Linked DNA regions of Mus musculus: regions 2 and 3 are each linked to region 1. The links are chromatin contacts, called in public HiChIP or PLAC-seq and promoter capture Hi-C maps. All regions are on one chromosome and are shown on one strand. The core of a region is the stretch at or near the end of the contact, and the rest is flanking DNA. Distances in the headings are between cores, read along the strand shown.

Region 1 (3,190 bases), core at 361-2,860:
ATGGAACATTGTCTCTGAAGAGGGGCACAGGGCAAGTGAGAAATAAAATAGATAAAGCAAGTGGTAACTCACATTAAAGAGGAGAGTGAAGAGCTATCCTACCCTGGAATAAGTGCCAGGGTGTGACTCAGATTTAGTGATACACCTCACTGCAGATAACACATTCCGACTGTGAAGCCATGGAAAATGGCCCTGTATGCAGCTATGAGTAAATGAAATGGCTTACCTTCCTGTGAAAATGTAAGGGAATTATTTTCATTCTGTTTACTATATGAATGTATCATTTCAAAATGCATAGTATGCTTTAAAAAGGGTAAAAGGAAACTTGTAAATGGTTTTACAAAATAGCCCACGTTTTCTACATTCTCCCCTCATGTTACTGTCTGCCTTTTCTATCAGGTATCCTAATAGTCTAAGTACTTGTACTTGTAAAGGTTTCAGATTAAGTGTCACATAGACCTAATTTTTTTTTAAATTTCTGGCTGTTTATGATATCTCAGATTGAATGCCTGTCTTAGCTGCTTTGTTTTATTGCATCTTGTTATACTCCAAATTGAAAAGGACCACATGTAGCTAGGCCTGATGGCTACACATTGAGTCCCAACACTCAGGAGCCAGAAGCCACTGGATCTCTGAGCTACAGGACAGCTGTGGCTACAAAGTGAGATTCTGTCTCAAGAAAGAGAGAAAAACAAAAAAGAACTACACTACACATTCAGATTTTTTAAAAAGCTTTTCAGGTTTCTATTCTGTCTTTATTTGGGCTTTCTAAGAGTCTCGCTCACTTTATAGCTCTAGCTGTCCTGGAATTCACTGTGTAGAACAGTCTCGCAATGATCCTCCATCTTAGCCTCCCAAGTTCTAGAATTACAGGCATGTGCCGCCATGTCTGGGTGGCTACTAGCTTTTAATTGTGGGGTATTAATAAGTTTTAAATAGTATATTTAATCTGATAAACACAAACCATCTGGTATCACCACCCCAACCCCTGCTCCCGCCTCTGCATTCCCAACAAGTGAGCAGATTCTTTCTCTACAATGTGCAGGCCAGCTCCTCAGGAGTCCTTGCTGCGCTGTAGCCCTGCACTGCTGTAATTAGGTAATGATTTCTCACGGCCATCTGTTAACATACACGCTATGAGAACATCATTATCTCACTCTGTAGGGCAGAAAAGACCCAAATCTGTGTGCAGATACCCCTGGGAGAACTTCAGGTAGTGACTGGGCGTTCTGAGGAGGTGTGTAACTACTTGTTCTAGAGTCTTGTTTTCAGACTCCAACTTTAGTTTCTCCACTGTGTATTTTCCTGTATGGTAAAAAGCAGTAAAATATGTCTACTCAGTATTCAGAACTTGTAAATAAGGAGTCTTCTCCCTGTTACAAATATGTAAACAAACATTGTGTTAAAGATGTTTGATTTTTAAAAACATTATAGGTTCCCAATTTATTTGCAACTGAAGTATAACTTTATAAAAAAAAATTAAAATCGGTCTTTAAGGGGAAAAGAAAAAAAAAACAAACCCAGCAGCTTGACTGTCTTGGCACACACTCTCCTGTTTCCATTGCTGCTGCTGGCCAAGGCTGCATAAACAGTGGTTGTTATGCAAGCCTCCTGGCCTCCAGGGCCCTTATCCTGCCCAGCCCTCATCTGTGTGTTTCCAAATAGAGCTAAGTACTCTACAGTCCTTTTCAGTTTCTTTGGTCAGCCTTGACTTCTGGAAATTTCTGCGTTACTACAAGTTTATTTAACCCTACATTCTAACTGAATTATTTTTAATATATTATTTCCTTTTAATTGACCCAAGCTGAATTATTTAATGGAGAAAAGTTTCAAAAGACAAATAGAAGCTAAAAAATATTTAAAACAAATGTCTACAACTAAAATCTTTATGTAACAAAGATGTCTAAGCTGTAGCTCTTTCCCATTTATGTCAAAATGCAATGCAACTCCAATTGAACTAAAGCATGTGGCCATAACTCAGGATAAAGAAATACGGAGCACTTAATGTTGTGTGTAAATGGGCCAAAAGGTGGGCTCCATACCTTCAGATAACTTCTTTTTATATATTTAAATCCCAAAAGAATGGAAAGGGCCCAAAAACATCATTCAGAGCACAATCAGAACTCATGTATATAAACTATAGCTCATGTATAAAACTTACTGAACAACAAATCCACCTCTGTTAATCACAGCGCAGATGGCGTGGTGCCTGCTCCTATAACACAGTGTCCCAGACCCTCAGCACCTTGAAAGGCTGACAAGGAACGGCAGCTGTGAAGAACAAGAAGTTCTTGGCTCACATCACAAGCCTGTCGTTATAAATTCCTTTACTCATTGTCTGCTTTTTTCATCAAGAAGTCACACATGCTGTCTTTTGTCTTTTTAATTTTGGTAAAATAAGACAAAGAAGAGGGCATATATCATAAATACAGTTTAATAATTCTTCACAAAAGGAGTTTGTATTATAACCACCACCCAAATCAGGAAGTGGAACCGTCTCCAGAAACCCTGTCCTCTTCCCAGTCCTTGCTTCTAGACAAGTACTCTGCTGGCTGGTGGAGAGCCCAGCCTCATGTAGACCTTCATGGGTACAACAGGCTGTGGGAGTGATGTGTATATGATCACAAATCTTTCATCGAATCACTGTATGGACTCCACAGAGGATCTACCATCCTATTCCTAGGCCCGCTCAGTTCCAGCTGTAATCAATAGTATTGCTGTGAGTGTGTGAGGACGGGTACAGTTTGGGTTTGGAATTAATGATTCATGGGGTAGATAACTGTTGGCTGATAGTTTGCCAAAGTCACTGTCAGTTTACTCAAGTGGTTTCTTCATTTGTGTTTTTTAGTAAGACTTTTTCAGAGCAACACAGATGGTAGGCAATCGGTTTATATTAGCTTATGTAGAAAAGGAATTTGATGGGTTCCCTGTAGCTCATGGTAGAGCTAAAGCTGTAGAGATGATACCTGGTCACTGAGGACGGAGCAACCCTCCTACCAGTCACTTAGTACCTATATCATCTCCCTGTGCCAACTTTTCAGTTTCAGAGGCAGGGAGTCTGAACTCTGTTGCCTGCGGGGCAGGGGCTACCTGTAAGGCATTAATGCACGGGTAAGCTGGGCCCCAAGAACAGGTGGGGAAGATCTCTATCAGAAAAAAAGAAAGCTGCCAAAGCCTTCTGTGACCACAC
Region 2 (3,190 bases), core at 282-2,781, 100 kb before region 1:
AGTGCACTTGCTCTAAGCAGTCAAAGATCTATGGAATGAGTGACTTAAGTCACAGGTTATGGCTTGTTAGCAGTGCCTTTCTCTGTTAATGTTTATTTCTCTAGGCATTCACCATGCTGGTTTCTTTAGATGGTTAAAAGTTAGAGAACTTAGCTGTTATCTTTTGTACTTATTTCTATATAACAATATGTGATATTTCTTACTTATATTGTCTATTAGAAATATGAGAGATGAAGAAAAAATAAAGCAAAGCAACAATGTAAAATTTAAGAAATTATCCATTAATATGAATTTTGCAAATAACACAATAAGAGTTTCTTTATCATAACATTTCTCTTACTTGAAGAAAAACACTCATGTTTTTAAATGAATGTAGGTCCTAATCCAAATTAATAAAAGTGTTATAATTTACTTAGTTCTGGAAACTTAAAGGTAAAAGCATTGTAGCATGTCACTGTTTTAAAGCTCTTAACCGTTTTACTGATAGGCCATAGAAGCCAGGATATAAAGATCATCTGTACCTGTTAATTCTTGTCTAAGACAACTTTAAATTTAGTCTTTTGCTCTTTAAAAAAAGTGTGTCTCAGTTAAAATAATACATACATGCATACATACATACGTACATACATACATACATACATACATACATACATACATACACAATACATTTAAATCGTAATTAACTTAAACTTAAGAATCCTTTAATAACCAGACAAAATGTTCCTGTCTTGGGAATGATACAAATGAAAACAAACATTCTAAATCAGAAATTTGCCCAGTAGAAAAAATTACAACAAAGCATTTTTTTTTAGCAAAATTGTTTAGCAAATTTTTTGTCATTTAAAATTAAGAGCAGAAAAACAAACCCAAGAAACTAAAGAGAAATTGATTCCTTTAACCGAAGATTCTTTCCCTTTGTCCAGTTTTATTTTAAAAATAATCTAAACAAATATTGCTTATTGAGTCATTTTAAATCAGAAATTTAAACTCACCTTGCTGGTCTTTTTGCTTAAACATTTTGCTTAATCGAAATTTTAATTTAATTTTTAGTCAGATTTTGCTTCCCCGATTGCGCTTTTATGATAAGTGCAGTCTAATTTAATATTTAGCAACCCTAAGACACTTTTGTAACAGTAAGAATACATACTTTAAGAGTTGAAAATTACTTTATCATCATACCTGTTGAGATTGCTCTAGTTTCAGGGACTGATGAATTGGCAATCCTTTAACTGAATCAGAAATGCCTAAATTCTTTAGCGAAGTTTCTTAAAAATCCACAGTAACTCAGTGTGCAGACAGGGCTGTCCTTTGAATTACTGGAGCAATTTAAGTAAATACAATCTGCTTGGAAAACACTTGGGTTGAATTAAAATTTTGTACTTCTTTTCATTATACAGAATTTTGTGGATTCAAAGTAAGATGTTTGTGCTCTTGGTCAGATTTATGTGGCTAACTTCTTTCTTTTCTCCTTAATTTTGGTTTGAGGTGTGGCAAGAATTTTCTCTTAATATGAAAGGCAAACAAGACTAAATGAAACAACATGTACTGATTACTGTTTTTATTTTCATTTTTATGCCAAAGAATTCTTCAGATTAAAGTCCACTGTGACCTGGAGCCCAGTGTCTCAGCAATTTAAGGTGGAATTCAAAATTGTATCCGGTTCCTGGGTTGACAGAGGCTTGCATTCACATCAGTGCTTTCCTTTGACTCTTGACTAAGAATCAGAAGTGGAAACATACAGCATTTCACATCTAGTTTACTTTGAGAATGCAGTAGAGTGCATTGGTTTCACAGATTAAAGGCACAGCTTTCCCACTTATAAAGACTACTAATAACTTTTAAAGAGAAATGAATTCCCTCAGCTATGTATGCTAGTGCCTTGCCTTTCGGCTCAGTACACAAAATAATTTTATAGTCCACTTTGTCTTTAAGTGGGATCGAATAAAAGCCTCTGCTGCTCAGTCACTTCTTCTACCTTTTATTGTATGGATTTAGAAACTTTCTTCATTTGCTGAAGGAGCCCTCCTTAAGAGTTGCAGCTAGCAAGCCTGCTTACTGCAAGGCTACATTTTTGTGCTAATGTTTTCATAGTTAAACAGAGTTAGCTGTGTCTCTTGGCATCAGCTGTTGAGTTTTTTGGAAAGACATTCTTTCAAGCTTGAGAAGTTTTGGTTCTTCAAAACAGTGTTTTCTATTAGACTTTATAAGTAACCTAGAGGATTTATTTTAATGTTTCAGATTTAAGAAAAGTATATAGTATTTCAACGGTGCTTTGGCAACATTGTAAACATCTAGTCTATTACTCGAGACATTGGTATGTGAAATGTGGCAGACCGCACTTGGGCCAAGATTCCATTTAGTTACCGATCTTTTCCATATGTTTCCTATTACTGTCTTTGTTCTTAAACCTCAGGCTTTCACACTCGGGAGAAGAACAAATCTGTATGTTTTTCTCAAGCATTGTTTTAGTCCCCTTATAGTTCTTTTAAAAGATTAAGTTAAAATCAGCCACTTAATTTTTAAATATAATTCTTTATTAATTGTATGTTGTGGTCTTAAAATAGTGATTCTGTTGTTCTTGTTTCTAGATTAGGTAGGAAAATATATCACTAATACTAGAGCACATTTTTTGAAAGTCTAGAACCAGAAGTGGTGATGCACACCTTTAATCCCAGCACTTGGATAGTAGAGGCAAGCAGATCTTTGAGTTCCAGAACAGCCTGGTCATCAGGATGACCAGACCTACACAAAGAACCCCTGTTCCCCAAACAAAAGTGTTTCTAGAAAATTTAAAGGAGGCTAGCAGTGTATATGATGTTGCATTTGGCAGTGACTGAAAATGAAAGAGGATAGGCGAGTTTCTGATTACTGATTTCTTAGGCAACTTCATTGTACCAAATGGAGAGAAGTCAGATGAATTGGTTTTAAAAAGTTTAAATTATATGGTAGAGTTATGATTTTATTGAAACAGACACGGCATCTCAAAGCTTAACAACATACTAGTGCTGGCTAGGGAAAGCCTCCTGGTTCAGCCTAATTAATATAATAGGTAATTTTTCTCATTTATTTGTTCATTGTTCAGCTCTTTAAAAAAAATTAAGTACCTATTTGTGTAAAATAGTTTAAAATTGAGGACTCAGTAGTGAGAATCTTATTGTCATAGAGGAGATAAGTAAAAAATAAAAGTTTA
Region 3 (3,190 bases), core at 292-2,791, 99 kb after region 1:
GAGAGGCAGTGCTCAAACAGAACAGCAAGGTTACCTTCAACTCAGTGGTACTGCATTTGTTTCTTTGCAGGGAGAGAGGGCAGAAGGCTTGGGGAGTGCTGGCTACTTTCTATGTTAGCCTGACATAGAGACTATAGTCATTTGGGAAGAGGGTACCTCAATTGAGAAAATACCTCTGCCAGATTGGTCTTTGGGTAAGCCAGTGATACATTCTCTTAATTAGTGATGTGGGAAGGCCCAGCTCACCATGGTGGGGCCATGCCTGGGTCCTGGGTGTTGTTAGAAAGCAGGCTGAGCAAGCCACGAGGAGCATGCAAGTAAGCAGCACCCCTCCATGGCCTCTGCACCGGCTCCTGCCCTAACTTCCCTAGCTGATTAACTAGAAGCTATCAGGTAAAATACACTCCCCAAGTAGTTTTGGGCCATGGTATTTCATTACAGCAACCCTAAGACATGGGGGTATTTGTTTGCAGGCTTGAAGTGGTTCTGATAAGCAAGGCTTGGCGCTCATCCATTTGACTTTCTTCCAGTAAGCTCTCTCCCACTTTAAGAACAAAAAGGTATCTCAGATACTGGGACATCACTAGCTCCCAGGATCTGGGTGTAAACTGAGAGAGGACTGAGCTTGATCCTACTGCAAACCGTAGCTGGTGGTTAGTAAGCCTTTGCTGAGTGACAATCAGAGCACCCAAGCCTCCACCTGCTGTGATGCAGCATGCCCCACCCCCATCGAGTGGAGGGAGAGAGCCTGGCCAAGGTTCCCTGGGTGACACCGGCACACCTGCCTAGTTTGGGTCTGGTGGAATCTTAAGACACTGGGCAAGTGTCTCTAGAGGTGGTGGTGGACACATGGGCTCTAAGCACTGCCCTTCTGCTACCCATGGCTCTGCTTTACCCACACCCTGCTGGTGCCTAAGAGCTCCCCTCAGAGACTACATACTGTCTTCCTCATATGTTTGAAATCCCGGATTCACCAGAAAAGTCAGGTCTTTATAAACAGAACAAACTTCAAAGGTTATGATTTGTACAAGATGCTGAGGAATTACAAGAATTCTTTCCTAATCCCACCAAGGGGGTAGGGTGGGGTAGGGTTTGGGGTGGGAGTGGGGGTGGGCTGCAGAGGGAAGAAGAGTTCCATGAGTTCTAGGCCAGCCTGATCCACATAGCAAGTTCCTGGGCTACATAGTGAGACCTGTCTCAAAAAAATGTTTTTCTTCCCCTAAGATCTGGTAGGAAATGTCCAGAGAAATGCTGGACTCTTCTGCTTGTGCCTGCCTTGGCAGGACCTACCTGCAGGGATGCTAAGAGACTGGGGCTGGAGGGAGGGAAACAGGTCCTGGCCCATCCTGTCTCAGCTTCTTCACACTTTACAGGAAACAGCCAGCTGACCCAGTTTCGGTGCTCAGCCTTGCCATCCCCACACTGTCATTCCAACACTGAGCAGCAGGTGGCACCACCTGTCTTTGGAGGGTGATAGGCAGGGGCCTTGTTTTCCACCCTTTAAGACTGCTCTTTCCCAGGCCACAGGAAGAACCCCCAGGGGAGAGGAAGGAAACTGCATAACCCCAGGCCTAAAGCTCGCTTGCCCATCCCTGACAGGAAGGCTGGGAATGGATGGCAAACTGGCTGCGTTGGAGCCCTGACTACACTACAGGAGAGGAATAACAAACTAGTCTGGGCCGCATCTGTCACCACTGGTAACTAGACCTCAAAACTGTACTCCCCATCCCCTGAGCTCACTCCCTTAGCCCTTTGCTTCTAGGACTCCTATGCTCAAAGCACAGGAAATGGAGCATCCAGGGTCATGAAGAGGGAAATGGGAACAGGGAAATGGATGCACACCTCTGCTGAATGTCTACCAAAATGGCACTGCCTACAAGAGGCACGGGAGGCTGGGGAGCAGCCACCTGAGGGCCCTGGGACCGCATAAACTTTCCTCCTCCTCAGTCGAGAAGGGCAGCCCCACACACATGCTGGGACTGGGCTGTAGTCTCCAAACCTTGAGCTGTGTTGGGGGCCTGGCAGGGCTACTACAGTGCTGAACCAACAGGCCTGTGGGACTCTGGAATGAGGCTGGAGGCTGTGGGTAAGGCTAACAGGTAGCTCCAGGGAAGAGAGGCTGCAGAAGGGAGAGTATCACAGTGTAGCAGGTACCTGGTGGCAAACATGGCACGCAGGGAGGAGAAGGTGGCTGCGTCTTCCTTGAGGGCCTTGAGCTCGTTCCGTAGCTTCATCATGGTCTCGGTCACCATGGCCTTCTCGTTCTCATACTTGCTCTTCAGGTTGGCCAGGGCCACCTCAGCTGTCTGGGGGACAGAGAAGTAGAAAGTGGGGTGGTGAAGGGTGTAAGGCCCTGTGTTCAAGGTGGAAACCCTGGGCCCAAGGTGGAACTGCTGACCATGAAAAATTCTCTGAAAAAAATTTTTTCTCATGCAGCTGTCGGGACAAAATGCTAGCCATGCTCCTGGCATGCCAGTTTGCCTCAGTAAGTCCTAGCTTCAACCCTGATTAGCAAGGAAGAATGATGCACCATAGACTCTGTCCTGGAGAACCCACAGGGCACTCAGACCACTGCTCTCTGTTACCACAGCGTGAGCAACTGTAAGGTGGACAGAAGCAGCAGTACTTAATGACTGAAAAGCTCTGGCTAAAGCACCCTCTAATCCCCACACTCACTCCATCCCCTGGCTGGAAGCCCTGAGGAAGGAGACAGCAGCAACAAGGTGATGGCACAGGCCTAGGGGCTGTGGCAGCAGTGGGCAGTGATCCCTCCCAACAGCAGGCTCTGGAGGCAGCGCCCCCCAGCAGGCTCTGGTGGCAGCGCCCCCTCCCACTCCTCTCACCTGCTTGTTGGCCTTGAGCACGGTGCGCAGTGTGGTGATCTGCTCCCGCTTGGTACTCAGCAGGGACTTCAGCTTGAGGATCTCCTCCATGAGTGCTTCCTTGTCCTTGTCCACAGCAGGGCCCAGCTCCTGCGAGGCAATCCGCTGCCGGGACAGCTCGGTCGTACGGTCCACGGCTGCCTGCAGGTGCTTGATCTGGTCTCGGATGATGGCGATCAGGTTGTAGATGTTCATAGGTTCCCGGCGGGGGTCACTCAGAGGTGACGGCAGTGAAGAACTGGGTGAAGGACTGTTGTCCCCAGTCCCACCATCTGCTCGGCCCACCTCTGTGGCCAACAGCCCCTTGG

The links. HiChIP or PLAC-seq counts read pairs in DNA pulled down with a chosen protein or histone mark. Capture Hi-C pulls out chosen DNA fragments and counts their contacts.
Region 2: a contact with region 1 is called in an H3K27ac HiChIP or PLAC-seq map of heart atrium, with 12 read pairs. The contact joins the promoter of Omd here to the enhancer-like site in region 1. A contact is called at or near these places in 7 of 39 promoter capture datasets (the C10 cell line, the HPC-7 cell line, cranial neural crest and 4 more), 4 of 484 Hi-C or Micro-C datasets (the C2C12 cell line, liver, nephron progenitors and 1 more), 3 of 115 datasets of contacts at active chromatin or transcription factors (the NIH/3T3 cell line, embryonic fibroblasts and heart atrium) and 3 of 9 other capture datasets (adipose tissue, liver and pancreatic islet).
Region 3: a contact with region 1 is called in a promoter capture Hi-C map of adipose tissue. The contact joins two enhancer-like sites. A contact is called at or near these places in 1 of 15 datasets of contacts at CTCF or cohesin (CD8 T cells) and 2 of 9 other capture datasets (adipose tissue and pancreatic islet).

Annotation. Positions count from the first base shown.
Region 1 is chr13:49,478,646-49,481,835 of GRCm38.p6, reverse strand. All of the region lies in intron 5 of Cenpp (centromere protein P), which reads left to right. Among named protein-coding and RNA genes, the nearest start is that of Ecm2, 25 kb to the left of the region's middle. Within about 2 kb of position 1,610, at least 112 of the 459 cell types and tissues checked have an H3K27ac peak or open chromatin away from gene starts, as enhancers often do. A contact at or near this core is called in adipose tissue, heart atrium, liver and 2 more, where this site is marked.
Region 2 is chr13:49,580,803-49,583,992 of GRCm38.p6, reverse strand. It overlaps Omd (osteomodulin), which reads right to left and starts at 1,531. Exons shown (of 3, transcript NM_001360708.1): 1 at 1,180-1,531. All of the region lies in intron 5 of Cenpp (centromere protein P), which reads left to right.
Region 3 is chr13:49,379,687-49,382,876 of GRCm38.p6, reverse strand. Bicd2 (BICD cargo adaptor 2) reads right to left here. Exons shown (of 7, transcript NM_001039179.2): 5 at 2,844-3,190; 6 at 2,155-2,306. Among named protein-coding and RNA genes, the nearest start is that of Bicd2, 40 kb to the right of the region's middle. Within about 2 kb of position 1,541, at least 74 of the 459 cell types and tissues checked have an H3K27ac peak or open chromatin away from gene starts, as enhancers often do. A contact at or near this core is called in adipose tissue, where this site is marked.